2 separate regions of the Mus musculus genome follow, and region 1 is linked to region 2. The links are chromatin contacts, called in public HiChIP or PLAC-seq maps. All regions are on one chromosome and are shown on one strand. Each heading gives the region's core, a stretch centred on a gene start, on an enhancer-like site or on the middle of the called end of the contact. The rest is flanking DNA. Distances are from core to core; before and after follow the strand shown. Region 1 holds the start of Hspbap1 (Hspb associated protein 1). Region 2 overlaps Hacd2 (3-hydroxyacyl-CoA dehydratase 2).

Region 1 (4,486 bases), core at 1,866-4,365, 720 kb before region 2:
CTCCCCGGACTACGTCCTCCTCCTTCTCTTACTTACCTCTAGGCTTGGGACAGTTTGTGTTTTTAATTTTAAATTAAAAAATTATTAGAACGCATGCGGGCGTGCCTGCGTCACAGCTCACATGTGGAGGTCAGTATCAACACGGCATCAAGACTCTTCTACCTTTTTTCCATGGGTGTAGTAAAAAATATTTTTAAAAAATCCCAGCACAGGGGTTCCTTCCCGCCTTTGACCATTTATGTTCCCAAATAAAACACACACACAGCCTTTATATATTTTTTTAAAGATTTATTTTATTTTTGAGTACACCATAGCTGTCTTCAGACACATTAGAAGAGGACATCAGATCCCATTACAGATGGTTGTGAGTAACCATGTGGTTGCTGGGAATTGAACTCAGGACCTTTGGAAGAACAATCAGTGCTCTTAACCGCTGAGCCATCTCTCCAGCCCGCCTTTATATTTTTAATATGCTTCACCCACCACACTGTCTGAGCAACTGCCTACCTTCCACGCTGTTAGAATCCACTTTCTACCCATAACCACATTACTACTATGTTTCATCTGGGCTGCTACTAGCTCCAATTGGCCAGCCCACATGGCTGCTTTATGGCTCAGCTAACCCATGGTATCTTCCTCCCTTCCTGCTCCTCCTCGCGGTCTCTAGCCTAGGAAACCTAAGTCCCGCCTACCTCTCTTCTCCCCAGCTATTGGCTGCAGGCATCTGGGTCTATGTGCTGACTCCATTTAGCCAGCACTTAGTATGAGAATAGAGGCAGCCTTAGGCCAACCCACTGTGCGTGTGTTCTGGCATGGGTGGGTGTTCAAACTCAGGTTGCCAGCCATGCAGGGTAAGCACTTTACCCACTATCTCACTGGCCCCTTCTTCATTTTCTTTGAGAGAAGGTTTATGTCTAGGCTGGCCTCAAACTTGCTATGTGGCCAAAAACGACCTTGAGTTCCTCATCCACTCTCTTATGTTATGGGGTACAGGTATGCAATACCTTACCTGGCTGGGACCCCTTATTCATTCACTCAGCATACTTATTACATGCCTGATACTGTTATGTGCTACTGGACACACAGTGGTAAATGAAATGTCTTATTACTTTCCTAATGCCACGATTACACACACAAAGTCCCAAAGTCTTCTACATTCCCCCAAAACTAGTGTGGTCAGGTCTGTCACAGAAATACCCTTCCCCTAGTACCAACTTCGGTCTTAGTTTTGTAAGGATGCCATTACCAAGGCAACTTATGAAGCAAGAGTTTACCTGATACGGCCTTGTTGAAGGAAGTATGTCACTGTGTAGGCGGGCTTTGAAATCTTCTAGGGTTCAAAGTTCTGCCCAGTGTGGAAGAGAGTCTCCTCCTGACTCTCTTCGGGATCAAGCTGTAGAACTTTCAGCTCCTCCAGCACCATGCCTGCCTAAAGGCTGCCATACTTCCTACCATGATGATAATGGTCTAAACCTTTGAAACTGTAAGCCAGCCCCAAATAAATGTTTCCTTTTATTACAGTTACCTTGGTCGTGGTGTCTCTTCATAGAAATGATAACTCTAAGACAGTTAGCATCCATGATCCATCATGGCAGGGAGCATAGCAATAGTCAGGCAAGCATGAAGTTGTAGCAATAGCTGAAAACTTACATTTTGGTCCACAAGCAGGCAGTGGAGAGCGCTGAGAATGGCACGGGCTTTTGAAACCTCAAAGCCTACTACCCCTAGTGACACACCTCCAGCAAGGCCATTTTCTAATCCTTCCCAGATTTCCACCAACTGGGGACCAAACATTTAAGTAGATGAGCCTATGGGGCCGTTTTTATTCAAACCACCACAGGTTATTTCCACAAAGCGCTTAACATCTAGTAGAATATGCAAGGGTTAGAGATATTTGGAACCTGCAAGATGGGTACAAGTATGATGGAAAGGGAATCGACCAGTCAAGAACGTACGAAACCCACATTTTATGGCTAATTAAAAATGTTTAAGAATGTACAAACAGAAGAGATGCTTAGAGACCTCAACAGACCCAGTGGGCATTTTCTCCAGGCTCCGCCCCACAGTTACCTGGCAACAGCCAGGTGTCTGACTCATGGTAAAAGGGGCTGATTGCCCCTCCTCTTTCTCTTGCTCTCTTGCCCTTGCTCCTTAACCTTTCTCCATTCCCCTCCCCCCTCCACGTGCTCATGGCCGGCCTCTACTCCTCTTCTCTCTCTGCCTTTACTCGCTCAACTCCGCTCCCATACCCTGAAGAAACTCTATTCTCTACTATACCTTTGTGTGGCTGGTCCCTCAAGGGGAAGGGATGCCTCAGCATGGGCCCGCGGAGCGGAGGCACCCCCTTCCCCAACACCTGACTACACATCCACCAAACATATTCTCCTTATTTTTATAAAACACAACAGACCCCAAATTAAATTTTTGTGTAGGTCACGGTTTTTGGAGCTTGGATTTTAGTGGAGGTTCTAAGTCCAATACAAATTATTAAAGAATCTTACGTGTCACTTTTGCTGTTGAATGGTGGATAAGAGAGGCATAAAATAGGATACAGGACACATTATCAGGAAGATAAATTGGTTTTTTAAAAAATGAGAGAATGATTTGGGACAGGAGAGATGGACTGTCAAGTAAAAACCCCTGGTGCACAAGTCTGGCGAACTCCCCAGAGACCTCCATAAAAAGTTATGGTCGCATACACCTGGAATCCCAACAGAGACAAGAGAATTGCCACAAAATTCCCTCAGAGGCCAGCGATCCTGGAGTCCTCAGAGGAACTTCTTACTCCACAGTGGTACTTGTCCCGATAGATCAGAAAACTGATCCGCACGACGTTAAGAAGCCACATGCTCTAAAAAGTCACTTTCTCCCAGGCCTAACACGCCGCGGGCGAGACTTGGGATGGAGCCGCGCCCATCCGCACCGCTCGGAGGCACTTCGGCGTCCCTGGCTCGCACCTACCTTCCTCCCCCACAGTTCTCTCGCCCAGGGTCGGGGGCGCGATGCCCTCGCAGCCTGCTGCCATGGTTATCGCGCCGAGGATGGAGAGAGCGCCAGGTGAGAGGGCTCACCGGGATCTGCGGCTTCCACACAGGAAGGATCCTCCGCCTCTGCCGGAACCGGCGCCGCCGCGGTCACGTGACGGCGCTGGGCGTGGCCACGCCGGTTTGTTTTGCTCTTTGGAAGCTGAAAGGCGGCGAGCACGTGGGCTGGGCTGTGGCTCCTTTCTTCCACCCTTAGCGTCTGCTGTTTCTCTTCCTTCTCTAGTCGGATCCTCCATCTTCGCCTTGGCTTTCTCTCAGTCGGACTCGCGATTTAGGAGACCCCGGGGCTGGCGTGCCTACTCTTCCACCTTGTTGGTTCCCTTGGCATCAGTGCCATTCCAGCTGGTTTTCGTGACTGCCTGGGAATACGAACCCCTTGAAGGCGTTCCCTGTGACTCATTTGCTGAGCCAGATATGTCAGCAAATGACTAGTTTTCAAGGACACAGGCAGCTGTCAGAGTTCTGGATTTGTGCATTTGAACAAATGAATGTCTATGTCTATGTGGTCAAGAGATGCACAATCTCCAGCTTTTGCCGTTTATTTAGTCTGGCTAACATACCAAGAGAGAGATCTAGGTCACTGTCTTCCAACTTTAACACAATCCATATTATTTACCCGTTTGCATGACAAACAAAATGGGTAGAAAAAACTCTTTATATGTATGAAGGAAAATTGGCTAGTTTATAATCTCACTGGATGCGTAAGACACATACAAAACCAAATGGTCTTCATGAAACAATACCCTGAGACCTTCCTAAACTTCAGTATCCTGCCGTCTATAATTTCTGCAGTTAGAAACCCAATAAAAACAAAAGTAAGCCTAATATAGACCCAAGCATTGGGATAAGTGACCCGAGGTCAGCGAGTTGTTTATTAGGCACGTGATGTAAACTTGGGCACTTCCTCCAAGCAACCCGCGAGTGACTGACTCAGCCTACTTCGCTCCAGTCTCCCAGCCGGCCGCGATCTTCTACCCTTTCCACTCGTAGGGTCCCGGGCTTCTCCCCGGGGCATTCCTGGGTTCCCAGCGAGCAGGGTGGACCCCGCCTCGCCTCCTCCCCTCGGGCTCGGGCGGCGCAGGCGCAGCAGACGCGCCCGGGAGGCCGAGGACTAGAGCAGCTCCGGCTCCGGCTCCCGCTCCACCCGCCCAGTCAGCTCCCGGCTGGTCTGCGGCCACCGGGACGCGTCGGGCAGGGCCGGCGGGCGGCGTCGCCATGGGCTCGGGTTGGAGCAGCGAGGAGGAGGAGCGGCAGCCGCTGCTGGGGCCGGGGCTCGGGCCTGCGCCGGGGGCTGCGCGCAGGGGCCGGGAGGCGACGGCCGTGCTGCCTGCGGCGGGCCCGAACCCCGGGAGGGTGTACGGGCGCCGCTGGCTGGTGCTGCTGCTCTTCTCGCTCCTCGCGTTCGCCCAGGGCCTGGTCTGGAACACCTGGGGCCCCATCCA
Region 2 (4,371 bases), core at 823-3,322:
AGAATTTCTTTTGGGATGACAGGTGCATGCATGACACAGCACATACATGGAAGTCAGGGACAACTGCGGAAGGCCGTGAGTTTCAGGAACTGGACACAGGTCAGGCTTGGTGGCAAGTGCTTCTACTCACTAAACCATTTTGCTGACCCCAATAATTCTTTTTCTGAAAGATGACTCAACAGATGTTACATGTCTCATTTTGGTCTCTGGACAGTGTTTCCACTTTCACTGGTCTGATCTGGCTTTTGAAACTAAGAATATAAATAGAATGTTTTCTTGACTTCAGACTGCCACAAACTGTCTCATCGGGAATTTCTAAAGTAGAACACTTGCTTTCATGGACAAACCAAGCTGTGTTCAGCTTAAAGATATAATTAAGAAATATTGGACAAGGCCCTCCCAGATAATACACAAAGTTCTAGTTGTTTCATTATTTCCATCATTGATGACTGACTCAAGAGATAGCAATATAAAAGCACCTACCCATACCCCCTTTCTCTGCTGACTGTTCAATCAGCTTCAGCTAGCGGTTCATACTATACATTTTTATTAGAAAAGACTTCCCAAAGACTATCCTCTTTTAAAACAACGGTGCCCTCTAGTGACAACTGTGGGAAAATATTCTAGAAAACTGAATCAGTCCTTGGCGCCTGTCATACAGGCATTAGGGCGTGAATTAGATCCCCAGCAGCCACATGAAAGCTGTGTGTGGAGATGGATGCCTACAGTCTCAACGCTGAGATGGGAGGAGACAGGCAGATTCCTAGGGCTTGTTAAACAGCCAGTGTGGCTGAGCTGGTGAGCTCCAGATTCAGTGAGAGGCCCTGCCTCAAAAAGGTGGAGGGAGGAAGATGTCTGATGTCAGCCTCTGTCCTCTCTATGCATGCATGCACCCTACCCAAAGACATGCACACACTGCCTCAGTTACTTTTCTGCAACAACAATTGTGTACTAACAAAAGCAATTTAAGGAAGTGTTTATTTTGTCTCAGTTCAAGGTACAGTCCACCACAGTAGGAAAGCTAAACAAAAGGAGCAACTGCTTACACTGTCTGTGGTTACGATGAAGAAATCAATGAATGTTGTACATGGCTGGCTCACTCTTCCCTTTTTACACAGTCCAGGAGCCCAGCCAGGGAATGGTACAACCCACAGGGAGTGGGTCTTCCTACTTCAATGAACTTAAGATAATCTCCTATAAGCATGCCCAGATGCCCACTTCCCAGGTGATTCCAGACTGTCTCAAGACTAACCACACATACAGAGAAAAAAAACCATAAAAATAGTGTTGATTTTACCCCATTTCTGCTTTCTTAAATGACTTTCAAAATGCACCAAGAATGGCAGTGACACTACTATGCTCGCAGTGCACTTGCTGACACTCACACGGGCACACTGACACCTCCAGCACATCCTCGCCACTCAGACCACTAACTAACCTTACTTATGACATGGGTGAGGAGGAGGAGAAATTTTTAATACCTTCAAAGATGTTTGCAATCACAAACTCGGGCTTCTCCTTCAAGGGCAGCAGAAGGAAGCTTCTGGGCTCTTTTCACAAAGTAGCCTTCTAAACTGCAAGTGGGCACAGACACCCAGGTTTTACATAGACCTTGGATACTGAATGCTCATGAGGTGCAGGCAGCCTGCACAGCCCTGAGCAGCTGCCTTGGGGTCCTAAAGAGCACACTCTACTTCTCCCCTCTTTCTACGTTGAGGCATGTTTGTGCAAAGCAGGGAACAAGTAGCAGAGCTGGGTGTTCCTGGCAAAGTAGGTGCTAGAGTGCAAAGCTAGAGGTGTGAAGCAGTTTATTCAGAGAACAAGAATGGAAATCTTGTGCAACAGGAGCAGAACATGTAGGTGCCAACACCACTTTTTTTCTTTTGTGGGTCATGGGAGGAAAATATATCAGGAAGCAACAGAATGAACTAGAACAAGGAGGCTAAGCCGGTGTAGTCTGAAGGAAGCAACTGAGTTGGCAAAGGTCTCAGTTCACTTAGTACTATTCTGACAGAGCTATGCAATGCGGATGTGGCCCACCACTGCATTTGAATAAAAGGGGAAGGCAGTACCAGAAAGGGCTAGAAGGCTAGCTCTGGCAACCTACCACCCACATGGCTCTCCATGGTGGAGCCTGGAAAGCCTGAGTCTCACCACAGCAACAGAAAAGTAACTGAGAGGGGGCAGGGGGCAGGGGCAAGGGGTGGGGTGGGGTGGGGTGGGGTGGCGGATGGATGTATGAGTACTGGGATGTGCATATCACGGTACATGTGTGGCAGTCAGAGGACAACTTAAGGAATTGCTTCTCCTCCTGCCCTGGGTTCCAGAGATTGAACTCAAAAGACTTCAGGCTTGCCTGGCAAGTATTTTTATCCACTGAGCCATCTTGTTAGCCCTTAAATTTTTTTTTTTGTTGGCATGTGGGTGTGTGTGCATGTGGCGGGGGTGGGGGGGTGGGGGTGGAGGAGGAGGTAAGATGTCCTGTCTTCCTCTACTGATCTGTCTTATCTGTCTGAGACAGGGTTTTTCTCATTGAGCCTGAAGCTCCCCATTTCAGTAGTCTGGATGGCCACAGAGCTTCCAGGATCCGCCTGACTCTGTTTCCCGAAGCTGAGGTTATAGACATGTACGAATATGCCTGGCTTTCTACATGAGTACAGGGGATTTGAACTTAGATCTTCATACTTTCACAGCAATTGGTCTCCCCTACTGAGCTATCACCCTAACATTTAAATGATCTGACTACTGACTATTATACGGGATTCAGAAAAATATAACACTGTACTATTCTCATATTAATAATAACAGTCATCACTTTACTGAGTAATTTTCAACCTACAGACACTGTTGCATGCTCTGCTCTTGCCCTGTTGACATTCACAATGGCAAGGTCATTAGCTCCTTTTACTCAGACAGAAATGAAGGTGTAGAAGATCTGTATTACTCCCAGAAGCCACAGAGCTCACAAGCACTCCCAGCCTGATTGAGCCAGATTTTTTTTCATTAATTTAGAAGAAGAAGAAGAAGAAGAAGAAAAAAAAACCCAACATTTTAAGGCTGTAAATTTCTAAAAGACTAAGTGCTTGTAGTAAACTCCCAAAATGGCAAGAGAAAATAAACCACTATTCCAAAAATGAACTAACTGCAGTTTTATGAGTTGAAAGAAAGAAAGAAAGAAAGAAAGAAAGAGAGAGAGAGAGAGAGAGAGAGAGAGAGAGAGAGAGAGAAAGAAAGAAAGAAAGAAAGAAAGAAAGAAAGAAAGAAAGAAAGAAAGAAAGAAAGGCAGGCAGGCAGGCAGGCTCTCTTTAGGTAAATGCTAAAACAACTTATTTTATTGTTATCATTAATTATTTAACTGTCCCCAGTTGGTTTTTGCCTGCCCAAAAGAGTTCCTGGCAGCCAATGGCTGGCAGGGAGACAGAGGCGGGACTTTTAGGATCCCCAGAAGGGACTGAGGGGAAAGAAGTGATTCTGCCATAACGAGGATGGAAGATGGACCACACCAGAAAGTTGCAGGAGAGAGATACAGCAGACATGTAGGGACAGGAGGAAATGGGCCCCAGGAGGGCTGCCTGCAGTTGAGGGAAATAGGTGTTTTAGGTTCACACAGTGCAACTTTTACCAAGGTCACTTCAGGAGCGGCTTGGCCCATCTGATGGGCTGCAGCAACTTCGGTGCTGTGAGTTGGCAGAGTCTCCAGGATGAAGAGAGGGCAACAGAGCAGGGAACAGGGCTGATCTCATCTTGGAGGAGCACTTCGAGATTGTGTTATTTACTGGAAAACCTGTTCCTAGTTGTGGTGTGGCTCAGCCCTACCACACACCTTTAATCCAAGAGCTATCTGTTTATTGTAAATAGGACTAAATAAAGTCATCTATATAGGTCAAGAGGCAGAACAAGCACCTATTGACAGGGAGTGAACACAGGAGAACAGTGAAGAATAGGAGGAAGTCGGGAGGACAGATAGACACACAGGAAATAGAAGGGATGGATATTTAGTTTGATGGGTTTTTGAGATGCTGTGGAGAGGGAGAACTTCCTTTTGGGATGTCTGCTGAGAAGACAGGTCAGCAGGTACTTTCTCTGCCTCTCTGAGCAAGCAGGCTTTCACCCCAACAGCTGACTCCCACATCTTTATTGGTAAAATAGAATATTTGAGATTTTTTTTAAAAAACAACCTTTGCATCAAAATATATTACATGGTTGGAGACATACAATATGGAAGGTTAACATCTGTGTTACCTCATTCGTGGTGAGATTAGAGATATGAAATCTAGCACTGGGTCTTGTCAACTGTTCATGGAGAGGAGAGTTAAGACATAACACACAGAGGTAGTGGAGCACAGCAGGAAATGAATGCTGGCTGCTGCT

The links. HiChIP or PLAC-seq counts read pairs in DNA pulled down with a chosen protein or histone mark.
Region 1: an H3K4me3 HiChIP or PLAC-seq map of bone marrow-derived macrophages shows a contact between it and region 2, with 4 times the contacts expected there. The contact joins the promoter of Hspbap1 here to the enhancer-like site in region 2. A contact is called at or near these places in 4 of 39 promoter capture datasets (cranial neural crest, frontonasal cranial neural crest, hippocampal neurons and 1 more) and 4 of 115 datasets of contacts at active chromatin or transcription factors (astrocytes, bone marrow-derived macrophages, embryonic forebrain and 1 more).

What each region holds. Positions count from the first base shown.
Region 1 is chr16:35,769,015-35,773,500 of GRCm38.p6, reverse strand. Hspbap1 (Hspb associated protein 1) reads right to left here and starts at 3,115. Exons shown (of 8, transcript NM_175111.3): 1 at 2,962-3,115. The coding sequence starts at 3,025. Slc49a4 (solute carrier family 49 member 4) reads left to right here and starts at 4,131. Exons shown (of 9, transcript NM_153550.4): 1 at 4,131-4,486. The coding sequence starts at 4,260.
Region 2 is chr16:35,052,757-35,057,127 of GRCm38.p6, reverse strand. All of the region lies in intron 3 of Hacd2 (3-hydroxyacyl-CoA dehydratase 2), which reads right to left. Among named protein-coding and RNA genes, the nearest start is that of Hacd2, 33 kb to the right of the region's middle. Within about 2 kb of position 2,072, at least 67 of the 459 cell types and tissues checked have an H3K27ac peak or open chromatin away from gene starts, as enhancers often do. A contact at or near this core is called in bone marrow-derived macrophages, where this site is marked.